Linked DNA regions of Sus scrofa: region 2 is linked to region 1. The links are chromatin contacts, called in public HiChIP or PLAC-seq maps. All regions are on one chromosome and are shown on one strand. Each heading gives the region's core, a stretch centred on a gene start, on an enhancer-like site or on the middle of the called end of the contact. The rest is flanking DNA. Distances are from core to core; before and after follow the strand shown.

The links. HiChIP or PLAC-seq counts read pairs in DNA pulled down with a chosen protein or histone mark.
Region 2: an H3K27ac HiChIP or PLAC-seq map of alveolar macrophages shows a contact between it and region 1. The contact joins the promoter of PDCD6 here to the promoter of EXOC3 in region 1. A contact is called at or near these places in 1 of 5 promoter capture datasets (liver), 4 of 47 Hi-C or Micro-C datasets (blood, embryonic fibroblasts, epiblast stem cells and 1 more) and 1 of 2 datasets of contacts at active chromatin or transcription factors (alveolar macrophages).

What each region holds. Positions count from the first base shown.
Region 1 is chr16:79,726,850-79,734,053 of Sscrofa11.1, forward strand. EXOC3 (exocyst complex component 3) reads right to left here and starts at 3,423. Exons shown (of 13, transcript XM_021077064.1): 1 at 3,175-3,423; 2 at 1,851-2,041. The coding sequence starts at 1,994. AHRR (aryl hydrocarbon receptor repressor) reads right to left here. Exons shown (of 11, transcript XM_021077068.1): 11 at 4,071-7,204. The coding sequence ends at 6,837.
Region 2 is chr16:79,828,557-79,835,760 of Sscrofa11.1, forward strand. PDCD6 (programmed cell death protein 6) reads right to left here and starts at 3,716. Exons shown (of 6, transcript XM_021076934.1): 1 at 3,538-3,716; 2 at 2,533-2,594. The coding sequence starts at 3,632. It also overlaps the pseudogene LOC110257295.

The DNA of each region.
Region 1 (7,204 bases), core at 2,173-4,672:
CGGGCCAACTAGAGGCAGGACCATCCGGACTTGCTCATCAACTTTAGCAGAGGGCGCTTCCTGCCACCTGGACTCAGCTCCAGGGGGGCTGGCCCCACCACACAGAACTGGTACAGCTGAGATGCAGACTCGCTCTGGGGGCCCCTGGAAATGCCAGCCGGCGAACTGTGCCATCAGAGGAGAAGGACACACGGGAGCAGCGGCAGGTGGATGGGTAGGAAGGGCGGGCCAGGCCACAGGGCTCAGGGGCAGCTTTCACTCACGAGTCTATGCGGCGTTTAGAGATAATTTACAGTGACTTTGTCAGGTCACGCGAGGCTTCTAAATTGCTCCTGACAGCTGGTGGTTAATCTCCCAAGTTTCTAGAGCAGATTAAAATTCTGAATAAAAACACAGCAGGTCTAGGAGTTCCCATGGTGGTGCAGCAGAAATGAATCTGACTAGGAGCCATGAGGTTGCGGGTTCGATCCCTGGCCTCGCTCAATGGGTTAAGGATCTGGCGTTGTTGTGAGCAGCGGTGTAGGTCGCAGATGCAGCTCTGATTCTGCGTCGCTGTGGCTGTGGTGTGGACTGGCAGCTGTGGCTCCAATTTGACCCCAGCTGGGAGCCTCCACATACCACTGGTACGGCCCTAAAAAAAGCACACACACAAAAAAGTAGCAGGTCTAAACTATTTTTAAAATTGACATGAAACTGTTTCAAGCCAGCCTAACAGGTCTTTCAATGCTTTGCTGGTGCAAATGAGTGATCACCCTTCCATCTCATCACACTCGCCATTATCTGGACGCTACCAATGCTTTTCACCTGGAGGGGGCCTCACTGCCGCCTCGCTGGGAAGATTCACCTTCCTCACAGCCATTCTCTCCCTTTGTGTTTTTAACTCAATGAATTTTATTCCATTTGTAGGTGTACAACAATCATCACAACCAAATTTTACAGCATTTCTATCCCAAACCCCCAGCCCATCCCCCCACCCCCAACCTGTCTCCTTTGGAAACCGAAAGTTTTTCAAAGTGAGTTAGTGTCTGTTATGCAAAGAAGTTCCTTGTGCCCTTTTTTCAATTCCACATGTGACAGCATATGACATTGGTGTCTCACTGTCTAACTCCACTTGGCATGATAATTTTCTTGGTCCAACCACGTTGCTACAAATGCCATTCTTTCTTTACTTTTAATGGCTGAGTAATATTTCATTGTGTACATGTATCAAAGGCATTCTCTTAAATCCGCAAAGACTGCTGTGCTGCCAGGCAACTATAACAGGCCAGGTTCTTAACTTTTTTATAACTGTACCAAATGTGCATTATTTTAAAAGAACCTCATCTCTCCACATGAAATGAGCTGAAAGCCAATCTAAATCATAAAAGGCTGCCGCCTTTCTTTCTTGCCTCACTCTCACACACTCTAGTAAATGTGGTCAGCTCTCCTCTTTCCCATCCCAGGGCCTGCAGAGTGCCTGGCACACAGTCAGCCTCCTGCTGTGTGTGCTAGCAGGATCCAAACGAAATGCCCTCTGGACACAGTCTGAAGGAAAGTTTTTAGTAAATAAGTGTTTTTTTAAATAGTTAAATGGACACTTCTGGGTGCTTAAAAGACTGTTCCTCTGGCTTTTTAAATCTTCCCACGGTCTTCTCTATAAACCTACCGGCTGGCAAGGAACTGTTGGAAAGGATGCACTAACAAAGGCAAAGTCCATGGCCTGCCTCTCTTCATGGCATCACAAAGCCCAGCTCGGCAAAATTACAATGATTCTGCTAAGCAGGAACCTGAACTTGGGACAAAAGGCTCGGTCCAGCCTGAGAGTGAAGCAGGCGCCCACAGCCACCCCAGTCTCCACTCCAGTCTCATACCTTCAGCCTGGCTTCCACGGAGGCCTTCTTCCTGGCCTCTCTTCTGCGGTACTGCTCCACTTTGTCCAGCTGGTCCGGGCGCTGGAGCATCCCGGCAACCCTCTGGACAGCTGTTGCAACAGCCTCCCGGTCCGTCTCCTTCATGGTTACAGAGCAGGCAGAATCTCTGCACCTGTCATACTAGGGATACCCTGTGTCCACAGGCAGAGACAGAACAGGAGAGGAGGATGTGTCAGGAAGGTAGAGATGTCAGGTACAAAGCATCCCCCTGCTCCAGTAACATTCAGTTGTTCACAGTGGAGCTATAAGGAGAGCATTTGAGATCATTAATCTAATAGACATGAAACACAGCTGAGCTAGGATTATGACCTCCTTGATATGAAACACAAACCTTCAGAACCCAGTGTTATCCCTAAGGGGCGCAGAGGCAATTACAAGCATAAGATATTAACATGCGGATCCAGACTACTCAGCACCTCAGATGTCAATCTCCCCCGGACAGGTCCAATTTCTAATTGCCACCAGCCCTGACTAGCCAGTGGGGCCGAGGTGCCAGGACGCCTCAGGAAAGCTATGGAGGCACAGTGACAGCACACACTTTACCGTGCCTGCTCAAGTTTGAGCACCATCCTCTGATCCCCCTCAAAATCACTGTCTGTAGCACCCAAAATTCCATTCCCTACTGCTTAACAGCCCTAGTAAACAGAGGTGAGAGGGCACAAGGCACTCTGCTCAGATGCAATGTACACAGCACAGATGCTGCATACAAGCACACCTGCCTTCAGCGCCAGCTCCTCCAACCTGCCAGCCAGGGAGCTGGCGACGCCTGCTGAGCTTTCGGCAAAGCAGAGGACTGACTTCAGCTACTGAAGTCCATTTCCATGCACATTTTCTGCGCACGGCTTCTCAAAGATATTTCTCAAAGCAACGCGAGGTCCGCGGAGACCCTTGAGGGACCTGTGAAATAACTCCCCCGTCTGCACACGAGTGCGTTCCGTGTTCTCTCGGAATGTGCTGTGGCGCCGTCTCTCCCCTCCCGGTGCTGACTAGGGCACCGCGCACACGACGGGACACACGGGGCTGGGGGGCGCCGGCGTGTCTCCCCGCCCGTCTCCGCCGCGGACCCCCAGCCGCGCCCGCAGCTCTGCACCTGCTACTCCCCACCGCCTGGCGCGCCGTCAGCCTCTCCACGGACCGTCCCCGGGCCTCCCACGGCCTCCCGCACTGCCTTCCGGCCGCGCCCGCACCCGCCCGAGCCCGGGGAGAGGACAGCGGCCACGGACCGCGACTCCCGGACTGTGCCACCCGCCCGCAGCGGCCTCACCTTGCGAGCCGCCGCCGCCGCCGCCCGGAAGTGAGCCGCGACCGGCACTTCCGCTTCCGGCCTCGTGACCGGAAGGGGGTGGGCCCGGCGGGCGGGACCTTTGTTGGGCGGGTCCCTGTGCACAGAGCTGGGAGATTTCGGGACCCGCTGTCGATAGGGACCCGCTGTCGACCGGGACCCGCTGTCGACCGGCACCCGCCGAGAGTCGGCCGGGGCTGCGGGACGAGCGCGGAGCCGGGAACCGGGCGGCTGGGCTGAAGCCTGAGGGGCGGAGCGCGAGCGCATACACCCAGCGCGGAGACGCCTCTCACGGACGTCACAGGCACGCAGACACCCTACACACACCACATATAGACAGGCCACACCGCACACACGGGGCGCACAAGCACACACATGCACACGCCTGGGCTCGTGGGGGCAGGGGGCACGTGGGGGCAGGTGTATGAGTCCCCCAGTGCGGTGGCCCTATAAACCCAAACCTCCCAGCCCCCGCCCTCGCGGGGCCTCCAGTCCCTGGGCCTCCTCCACCTCCTGCCCCGTCTTGGCCCAGAGGCCGCCTTTCCCACAAAATCGCCGCTTGGCTATAAGACCCCAGCTGTTCCATCTGTGCCGCCATGTTCCCTCCAGAGGCGTTGCAGAATTTACCCAGCTCTTGGGTCACTTATCTGCACCCCGTCCCCTGTACACGTGCACAGGGGTGTCAGCGGCAGCACAGCCGCATTTCTCCATCTTTTTTTCCTAATGTGTCTTAAGCACTATCACAGGGCCTGGTATTCAGCAGGGGATGGACTGAAGGAAGGAAATGCACATAGAACAGCTCACTACCACTTCGCAGAGACAAAGCTAGAACATCTGATGGCGGGGCTTCATTTGCAAAATCAAGAAGACATTTCCACTTAAAGCAGACACATACTAACATTTATTTTACATCCATATTGCGAATTTAACAAGAACCACAGTATCAGAAATGCATTTGAAAGCTCTTTCTAAAGGCACTGAGAAAAAGTACAAAAAGTTACATTATAGTGCATCCAATTTTTAAAAATTCAACGAGTCAGTCTCCATATTGAAAGTTTTTTTCATCCAGTAGAAACTGCAAAAATATAAAATACAATTTGTGTTTGTCTTTTCCCTTCCATATCATTCCTGTATACTTGATTTTAATATGTTCTCAGCTACACAGCCAAAAGCTACAGACAATAGAAACATATAAGCCGGTAATTAGTACTGGTAATGACATTTTAAAGCAGAAATGGCCACGCCTACAGAAATGGCCAGATCTGACCTTCTACATTCCATCATCACCTTCCCCACACAATTTTTCCATAGGGGCATGGCTGTAAAATCACAAAAGTGCTGACTGGGGGAAGTTTTGTTGCCACCGACCCAGCAGAGGAAGGGACCAGGGCACATCAGGACCTGGGTCCCAAGCATGATGGTACCTTTAGAACACAAACCCCTCAGAGCTGGTGTCCAGATGCTGATTCCACACCAACAAGGCTTAATCTGCCTGTCCACCAACCGTGACCAGTTTGGTGCACGTGGTCCCAGGGGAGTGGCCACAGATGGGTGCTCTGAACCTCCAGGAACATGGCTTGGGTGCCACAGCCCTTGTGGGCAGGGGTGGCTGTGTGTCCTTCAGAAAGACTCCTCCTCACGCGAGGCTCACGCCTGCAGCTCTTCGGTTATGCGGGGATCTGGCAACAGTGTGCAAACGTGCAATGATGTCTCTCAATTCCATCTTTTCAGTCCGGGGTTTTCCGGGTGATGCATTTGGTACATGCGTGTGGCACCACCTGTCTATTGCGCCCTGAGACAGGGAAGTGTGGTGTCAGGTGCAGGGCTGCCCCAGGATATCCCAGGACTTGCCACACTGGCCTAGCCTGGTGAGAAGAGTGAGCCTGAGGGCATGGACCTGGTGAGCCATCACGGAGGGGCTCCAAAGGGGCTGAGCGCTGCTGTTGAGGTGTGGTACAGGGCTTCCATGAGGAGCGGAGCCTTGGTTTGAACCAGAAGAAAGGAGGAAGTTTCCGGCATCCCACAACTTGTCCTAGGGGTTAGATCTACAAGGAGGTGTGCCGTGCTCAGTGTGACATTAAGCAGAGGGGAGGGACGCTGAGCCAGTGTGGGTAAGAGCAGGAAGCGGGGTTGGGACAGGTCGCCATGCTGCCATCGTAACAGGCGAGGGGAAGACTTTGACGATGACAGTGGGGACAGCACAGCACCAATGTCACTTTTGCAAGGCCCCCGTGGGCTGGGCAGAGAAGAAGAGGCTGCTAGGCAGGGCTTGGGGTTCCCAGGGGCCACGAATTGACCACTCCCAACACCGGGTTCTGGTGGTTAACCTCTGTCAGTCCGGGGGAGAGACCCTCAGCCTCCCCTCAGGGGAAGCCCTTCCACGAAGCAGGCGGCCAAGGGGCATGGTCCCAGCGAGCATCTAAGTGTCCAGAAGACCCAGTCCTGCCCGCCCAGCCCTGAGCTTGACAAGGTGAATGTGCATTTAGCGAACAGCTCCAGCATTAACCCAGGAGCTGAACACTGACTCCCCAAAGCCACAGATGACAGAGTGAAGGACCCTGCATGGAACAGGGTGGGGCTGCAGGTCCCTGCTGGGGCCCAGACTCCAGAGGGAGGTGACTGGGGACAGGTGCTTGTGTCTGTAGGAAGAGGGGTCTCCAACCCCAGCACAGGGGGTCCCTGACCAGCTTTGTCCTGCTGGCTGGTGATTCTGGCCCCTGCTGTCATGTCCCATGGGGTGGGGTCACTCGGGAGGTGGGTGGACTTCACCCACGGCCATGAGCCATCTCTAGGTGGTGACTGCAGGCAACCTTTGCATCCTGTTTTATTCTTTTGCATCCAAATTTCCTGCACTCAGAATATGTTATCTTTACAATTTTAAAAATCAAACATTCCTGTCTGTCTCTAGTAATCCTTCCTAGGACAATGGCTGGAGTTTTCCCTGGAAACACCAGTCAGTAAGACAGCAAGGTGACCACATCCTACTTCCTTCTCCACCTTTGGTACCTCTCTCACTTCCAAACCCGGACTCTGTAAGGAGGCTACATGGCGTGGTGAGAGAGAGACAGCCTCAAACCACCCTTAGGGGCCCACTGAAAACACCAGAGAGACTTCTGGAAGGAACAGGACTCTATGCGGCCCCTTCTCCCTCGGAGCACGGCCGCGCGTCTCCAGCAACACCGCCCCCGGAGCGCAGGGCGGAGCCCAGCGCCGACAGCCTCTCTGGGGCTGGAACTCCGACATTCCCGCCAGGGCCGGGCGCGTGGGCTCCGCGGCTCAGCGGGCTTTATTTCTAATTTGCTGCCTGGGCAGTGGGTCACCCCAGATGTGGCTGCTCCCTGAGGTCCCCTCCCCGAGGCGTCGACCTGCCTGCACAGCGCAGCAGTGAAGCGGGGACGCGGACAGAAGGGGCTGGAAACCGCCCCGGGGCCGGGGACCGCTACCACTGGGCGCACGGAAGCACTGCCGCCGGCTGGCCCGGCCGCTCTCCTAAGAACTGTCCGCCCTCAAAGGGGGGACACTGTCATGCTTGAGCAGCCTTAAGACCATTCTGGACAAGCCAGCTCGGCGCTGCGCTGGCCGCCCGCGTCGACACCCCGAGGGGCAAACGCGCACGCGCACAGACGTCCGCTGGGCAAGGGGCTCTACGGCAGGAACACGCACTCGGGGTCGCGGGCCGGCATCCGCGTCGCCAAGGCACTTTTGGGGAACATCCCGGGCGCACCGCCCTGGCTGTGAGCAGCCCACGGGGGCAAGTCCAGGGGCTCGAGCTTGACCACCGGCGCGGACCCGGGAGCTCTGCAGTCGCAGTCCCCAGTCGGGGGCTGGTGGCCTCGCGCGAGGCGGGGCGGAGGCTCCAGGCAGGCGCAGGGTGCGGGCTGGAAGGGGGCTGGCTCCCTGCCGGGTCTGGGGTGGGCCCCCAGCAGGCCGCCGTGCCGCAGGTGCGGGCTGTACAGGGGGTGCCTGGCGTCTGGCTCTGTTTTCAGGTGCATCCTGGTCGGGAAAGTGACCA
Region 2 (7,204 bases), core at 2,466-4,965, 100 kb after region 1:
CGCCCAGCTCCACCTCCCGCCAGGACACTCGCTGGCGCCGGCAGCCGGCGACAGCATCAAAAGGGACGCAGCAGGAAGAGGGGGACAAGGACAGCGTCCAAGAAGAGGAAGGTGCCGCGGGGCCCAGAGGCGGGAGTTTCCACATCCCTGAGGAAGGGTGGGCAGTCTGGGCAGAGGAGCAGAGCCGGGGCAAGTGGGAACTCAGGGCGCCTGGGCACTCAGTGGGCGCCAAGGTGAAGAGACAGGTGGGAGACCCCGGGTTGGGGTGCCTGCCTCCCTGCGCGCACCCCAGGCCCCGTCTTGTCACCCTGGGCTCCCGCCCGCTCTGGGAGGCAGAGAGCTGGATGCATTCCCACCTGCCTGCCTGCAGAAAGGCCTAACAGGATTTGTAAAGATTTGCTGGGTTTGCAGCACAGCAAAATATAGCCCTCCAGTTACGGTGGGTTGGGGGAGAAAGGATAAGAAAGGAAGTGTCTCAGGAGTTCCTGTCGTGGTGGAGCGAGACGAATCTGACTAGGAACCACGACGTTGCAGGTTCGATCCCCGGCCTTGCTCAGCAGGTTAAGGATCCGGCATTGTCATGGGCTGTGGTATAGGTCGCAGACGTGGCTCGGATCTAGTGTTAGGGGTCTCAGTCTCTCTGTAAAATTCACCTCTTAAGATGCTAAACTCTCGGGTATCCTGCGTCGGTGTGGCCGTGGCGGCCCGTGTCCTTTGCACCTGCGTCCACCGTCTGCCCGCAGCCTTTGCATCGCTGCCCAGGTTTCCCATGGAGGTTGAAGCTCAGCCACTCAGCACCACTCTGTTCCCCACGGAAGCCCAGGCAGCCTGGGTGCTTGAACAGGTTCCCGGGGAGTTACACAGCTGTGCTGCCAGTACGGTGACACGCCCCCTTTGACATCAGAGGGGGTCAAGGACCGTGCTCTTTACGTCTTGAACCTCTATGACAAGACCGATCCCGAAAAGCTCAGTAACCTCCCATTGTATGAAAGACCTGGGCTTAGACAGTTTGGACTAAGTGGGGATTATCATGACCACGGAGGACGAATTTGGGTCTGAAATTCCTGATATAGACGCGGAGAAGTCAACGTGCCCACAGGAAATTGTAGACTATGTTGCAGATAAGAAGGATGTATATGAATAAAGTATCAGACCCCTTTTCTTCACTGAAGAAAACTCAGAAGATGCTGGAATGTGTCTGGAAGTGAGAACATATCCTGAATCACTGCTCCCTGGGACAGAGTAATTCTGTTTAGACTGTACTTAAATTGTCTCAAGTGTTTTTACCCTTTGAAAATAAATCTATAAAAAAAAAAAAATCTAAACTCTCAGTACTGGCGAGGCAGAAATTTAACCTAAAAATTTTGAAGACTGGTTTAAAGATTCGAGGTTTACAGGACACAAACAAAACAGAACAGCCACTCTACAGAAGAACCCCCCCCCCCCCCCGCCCCGAGTGAAGCCTGGGGGCTGCCACGCCTGTCTCCCTCAGGGCTAAGTGACTACCTGCTTCTGGGCAAGTTTTTACATGTTCCCAGCAGTGGCCAATCAGGCAAAGCGGCTCTACAGGGCCACTGTGAGAGGGCCATTATGTACTTACACCCGGGTTAAACCAGTTCTCATTTCAGTTTCTTAGGAATGGTGGACCAAACATCCTGTGGGCAATTCCACGAAAATTCCATCTCCCCAGCAGGCTAGTAGTTCAAGATTATGTTCTCACGGAGCAGGAAGAGCAATGTGCTGTAAGGAGCAGCTGAGCTGTAGCTGGAGGCAGCACTGACACCCCCTAGTGAAAACATCACCTGTATTACCCTGTAAATTCAAATCCACCAGCAGCAATAAAGGAACACCTCCCCTCTGATGCTTGAGGCAGCCTCCTACACCAAGTTGCCTCCCAGCAGTAAAGATGAGCCTTTCAACATCTGCAATGCCTCTCAAAATCAGCCCCTCTTCTGGCCTAAAGGGCACCACAAACAGAAGAATCAGAAAAGACAGTGGCACCTGAGGGGTTTAAGAAGAGGACACAGCCGGGTATTTAATGAAGTAAGGTCTTTAATAGTACTTCCAGGGGTTAATCACGCTGCCACTGGCAAAAAGCGAGCCCCATGTACCGCCACCAAGGGCTGCCACCCTCGCATCCTGCCCGGATGACCAGTGTCTCCCAGGACACACCGCCAGGGCCTCCAGTATCCCCAGTGGCTTCCCCATCAGTGCCTTGGGGACCCTGCTGTTCCTCTCCAGAAGGGAAACGCAATGGTCGTGAAGGATGTCTGCTGTACAAAGCGATGCTCCCTGCTGCTCTCTGAACCAACACCCGCCTCCATTTCTCAAGCCTTCCAACTCCATGCAGTTGCCCCATTAACCAGGAAGGACTCTGAGCAGCACTGACGCAACAACCAGGAAACCACCCAACAGAACAACCCGGAAGCTCCTCCACCATGGCCAGTGATAAGAATTCTTAATGACTTGCAAGAGAAGCTGAAGGAGAATGTTATTTACTACAAGGCGTCGGAACAGCCAGGTGCCACTCACCGTTGGATAGTGCTTGTTGAAGCTCGTTGTCCGATATCACGCCGCTCCTGTCTTTGTCAACCCTACAAAATTAAGACCAGTTAGGTTTAATTAAAAGTGCTGGAAAAACAAAACCTGGCAAGCACAAAGGTTCGCTTCTTGCACCCCTCCTACACTGGCTCTGGCTGCTCCTTCTCTGGGCCTTTCACTTCCGGCTGCTCCACTTCTCATCGCCGCCTCTGGCTGGGGAGTCGGGGGGCCTGCCTCCTGCCCTGTCCTAGGCACTCCCCCTCCTGAATTCCAAGCAGGTTCTCCACTTTCTCAAGCCTTTCTCCCTCCACCTATCAGAATTCTACCTGCACCAGCTTTTCTCTTTTTCACAAACAGTTAAAGATTCTCTCAATTAAGTCATTCCCCGACCATGAGTCACTGCAGTTTCGATCATTCTCTCGCTGGAAGGGCGCCTAGGAGCAGAAGGCCCTGAGGTGACCGGTCACCTGCCCAGCAGCCGTGGCCCAGCTTCTTTCCTGGCTCCTAGCATTTCAGCAGCCCGGTCAGAGTCTGCCTTTCTGCGCTCCTAAACAAGCATCCCCCCGAGGCCCAGTGCGGGAACGGGCTGTTAAGGCAGGAGGATAGAGGCCCAGGACCAGGACAAGGGGGCTGCGAACCCCCGGGGGCGACTCGGCATCTCGGGAGGGGCTCAGAGAGGAAGAGGGACGGAGCAGGGGCGGGAGCGGCAGGAAGGAGGCTGGACTGGAGGCCGAGGGGGACCAGAAAGGAGGTCGGACAGGAAGCCAAGGATGGGGGTGGGACGGAGCAGGGGCAGGAGGACCGGAAAGGAGGTCGGAGAGGAGGCCGGAGGAACGGGGGGGAGGGAAGGCTCGCGGGGGTAGGATGGAGGTAGGGCAGAGGCCAAGGATGCGGGTGGAAGCAGGCGCTGGGGGGGGTGCCGGGAAGGAGGCTGGGGGGACCGGGCGGTGGAGGGCCCAAGACTGAGGCCCGCAAGCGCCCGCGCGCCGGTCGCACCTCTGGAAGACGTTCCACAGGAAGCTCTGGTCAGGCAGCGCGGCGCCCGCAGCAGGGCCGGCCCCGGGGCCCGGGCGGTACGAGTAGGCGGCCATGGGCCGAGGTGCGGCGAGTTTTCCTTGGGACGCGGGTGGCTCCGGGCGGCTCCACTTCCGCCTCGACCTGGACTGGGCCGGGCGTCCACGCAACTTCCGGGGCGGTCGCCGGAGCTGGCGCGGCCAATCCTGTGGCGGCCCGGTTGCCAGGCAACGCCCACGCTTTGCACGGGCTTGCGGGGGTCCCAAGAGCACTGCAGAACTGGAGGCAGAGGTCAGGCTCCGCCCTGGGTCGAGGACGCGCTTTGGGAGTCCCTTCCCCCGAGGCGCAGGTTGGACATGAAGGGCGGAGGCGGTTCCCTTGAGCATGGTTCATTCCTGCACCAAAGCGAGGTCATGGAAGGACTGTGAAGGAGGGGAAGAACGCTCCCGGCATTCCCGTGCTTTTCTGCACTTTTTGCCCCGCCCCAGCTCGCGTCCCTGCGCCGGTCTCCGGGGACCACACGACGTCCCTTCTGGCATCTAAGAGCGCCCGCCGCCTGCTCGCCCAGCCTGCACGTGAGTCCACCCCGCGGCTGGGCCCAAATGTCCCCAGCTGTCCACGATGGGCGACCAGCGTGTCCTTGGCCAGTGGAAGGCGCCGCCTCCTAAGTCTGGACACCGACTGAACCTTAGCGCACCCTGTGCAGGGAAGCCCAGATTCAGGGCACTCCCGCTGCGTTTCAGCCTGTCAGGGCTTTGAGCGCTAGTCTAATCACGCTGACTTGTTTCATCCTCCTCCCCTGTTTATAGATTGCGGAGAGCACCAGGGAGGAACCTGACACGTTCCTCCCTGGACACGAATCCGCTAGTTAGCGCTCTGGCTCTGTATCTGACCCGCAGTCACTCTCCAGCGTATTGTCATGTCTCTTCTCTCTCTTTTAACCTTCAGACCATACGGTGGAGAGTTCTTTAAACTCTTTGAAGAGATTAAAAGATATTCTGATTCAGACGCACACATAGAGCATTCCTCTACAAACCTCTTCAACGCGGTTTTTTTTTTTTTTTTTTAATGACCCAGTGAATTCAAGTAGTTTCTTTTTCTTTTCTTCTGCCGTGTCAGAGGCATGTGGAACCAGGGCCAGGGATAGAATACTAGCAACAGCTGGGGCAGTGCCAGATCCTTAACCCATGGCAGCAGAACTTCTGCAGAAATGTTTCTACTTTTATGCTCCTAAAGCATTCCCATCCCTTGTTGACCAATCCTTTCTACAATTTTCCACCACTCTTTGATCTGTAGTTTCTGAAATCCATCTTTATCTTCCATCTCTGGCACACTACAAAATAACTATGATCTCGTGACCCAATTTGTAAGTTTTCCAGTACAGTGTGTACAGGGAAACTTCAGCAATTAACTTCCCAGTGAATCCGGAGGGCCTCACTGTGGGCCATCTCACTGTGCTGTGCTCTAGGGCAGGACTTAGCCTGCAGTCCTGGCCACAGACAGTTGCCATCTGTGGGGCTGGGGGGTTACCCAGAGTCCTGAGACCACCTTCCAAAGTGTCACAGCTCTAGCCATTCTTGGCCAAGTCTCCAGCCTGCCTGGACTGCCACAGCCAGCACCATCTGTGGGGCCCAGAAGTGCTCTGTCCTGCTTTCTGTTGAGTTCTAGGAATGGGAAGTGATTCACTCAAGGGAAGAACTTACTGAATCTACCCTAGTGTTTAAATATACTGTGCACAAGTCTCATAGCAGCACTGCATGAAAACGTACCAAAGAGCACATTTTATTGATGAGAAAACCATGCTGGCCTAAGATCGAAGAGGCAAGAAGATCCTAGCCCAGGTCTGCCTGTGCTTCTCCTTCATCATGTCAGAGGTGTGAAGGCTGACTTTGGGTTTTTTTTGTAATTTTTTTTTTTTTTTTTTTTTTTTTTAGGGCTGCGCCTGCGGCATCTGGAGGTTCCCAGGCTAGGGGTCCAATCAGAGCTGGGACCCCCAGCCTACACCACAGCCACGGAAACACCAGATCCTTAACCCACTGAGTGAGGCCAGGGATCCAACCTGCATCCTCATGAATACTAGTCAGATTTGCTTCCACTGAGCCACAATGGGAACGCCAAGGCTGACTCTTAAAAGGGAGATTCACTTAGAAAATGAAGGTTTAAACAAAAATATCGCCCCCTCCAATATATGTCAAATGAGTAAATGTTTATATCACATATATACATACATATCAAATATATATGTCAAATGAATTTAGGATTCATCAGAGACTAGCCTGGTACATTCACAACTAGGCCATCTCAGTCCCTGCCTTTCATCTCAGCCCCAAAGGCTAAGAACCTGCAGCTCTGACAGGCTAATCCGAGTTCACTTGTGGGCCACGCCACCTGTGCTGTGCTCTAAGGAAAGGCTTAGCCTGCTGCCATCCATGGGGTCGGGGCGGGGGTGTTGCCTGGAGTCCCGACACCACCTTAGGAACATGTACAGCAACTACAACGACCACTTTCTGCCAAGAAAGAGCGGCAGATCACCTCCCGCCTCTGCTGACCCGGCCGCTTAAGTACTGACGTGCTCGACTATCTCCTTGCCCATCTTGGATTCAATTCCCTCCCAACCAGGTCTGTTCTAAGCTTTCCATTGAAATGGTGCTTCTGGATGGAGAAGAGGAGAAATGAACTGAAAGCTAACACTTCCCTAATACTGGCCCAGCCTTTCCTTTGGTCTAATTTCTCTCAGCTAAGTGGAAAATGCCTCTTATTATCCTTAGAATTTCTCTAGGCATAGGGTGCTGGCATCCCTATCACTTTCCAGCCTCCTCTCTTGTCCATCTGACTCGGCACACAGTAAGCCTTTAATAAACAGTCACGGAGGCAGACCGTGCAGGTTACGTGCTCTCTTCCACCCTCTGTGCACACACACACACACACACAGTGTCCACCTGAGCAGCTTTCCCTTGGAAGCCACTTTGGCTCATGGCTGTGTTTACTTTCTTGACAGAACCACTCGGCATCTGCACACAGGACTCTCTTCTGTCATTTTCCTCTCTGCAGCCTCTGGCACTAATTCCAGAGCGCAGGCTTACTCTGCCCCACCCCTGTCGCGAGACATGTTTCTACAATATTTTCTTAGCCTCTTTGCTTCTATTTTGTATGCTGAAAACTCCATCTTGTCCTGCCTTACTTTACCCCATATTCCTGCTTGAAAAACAGTCACAGTGCTGGTAAATGACTTAAGAACAAAGACCTAAAGGCATAAGTTATTCATGTGATCAGCTGAATGAGGACATAATGCGCTGGTCTAGGCACGCCAGACCTGTGCATTTAGGCTGGCTGCACAGCCTGCTGTGTCATCTAAAGAATAAGAGGAAAAGGAGCCTCACGGCCCCAAGGGGTTTATGAGGGGTCGTTAGCAGGATATGCATTAGCAAGGAGAAGAGGTACAAACCTAGGCACACAGTCTGCAGAAGCACAGTGGTGATTCTCTAGAATGCCATGCATAGATAGCTGATGCCAAGCTTCCTCAATGCTAATGATTATTAAATGCCTAAAGTCAGAATAAAAGCTTAATCAGCTACGGCTATGTGACTTTTAAAATAGTTAAAAAAAACCTATATCCTGCACCTACAACCCCCTCCTTACTTGTCATCCT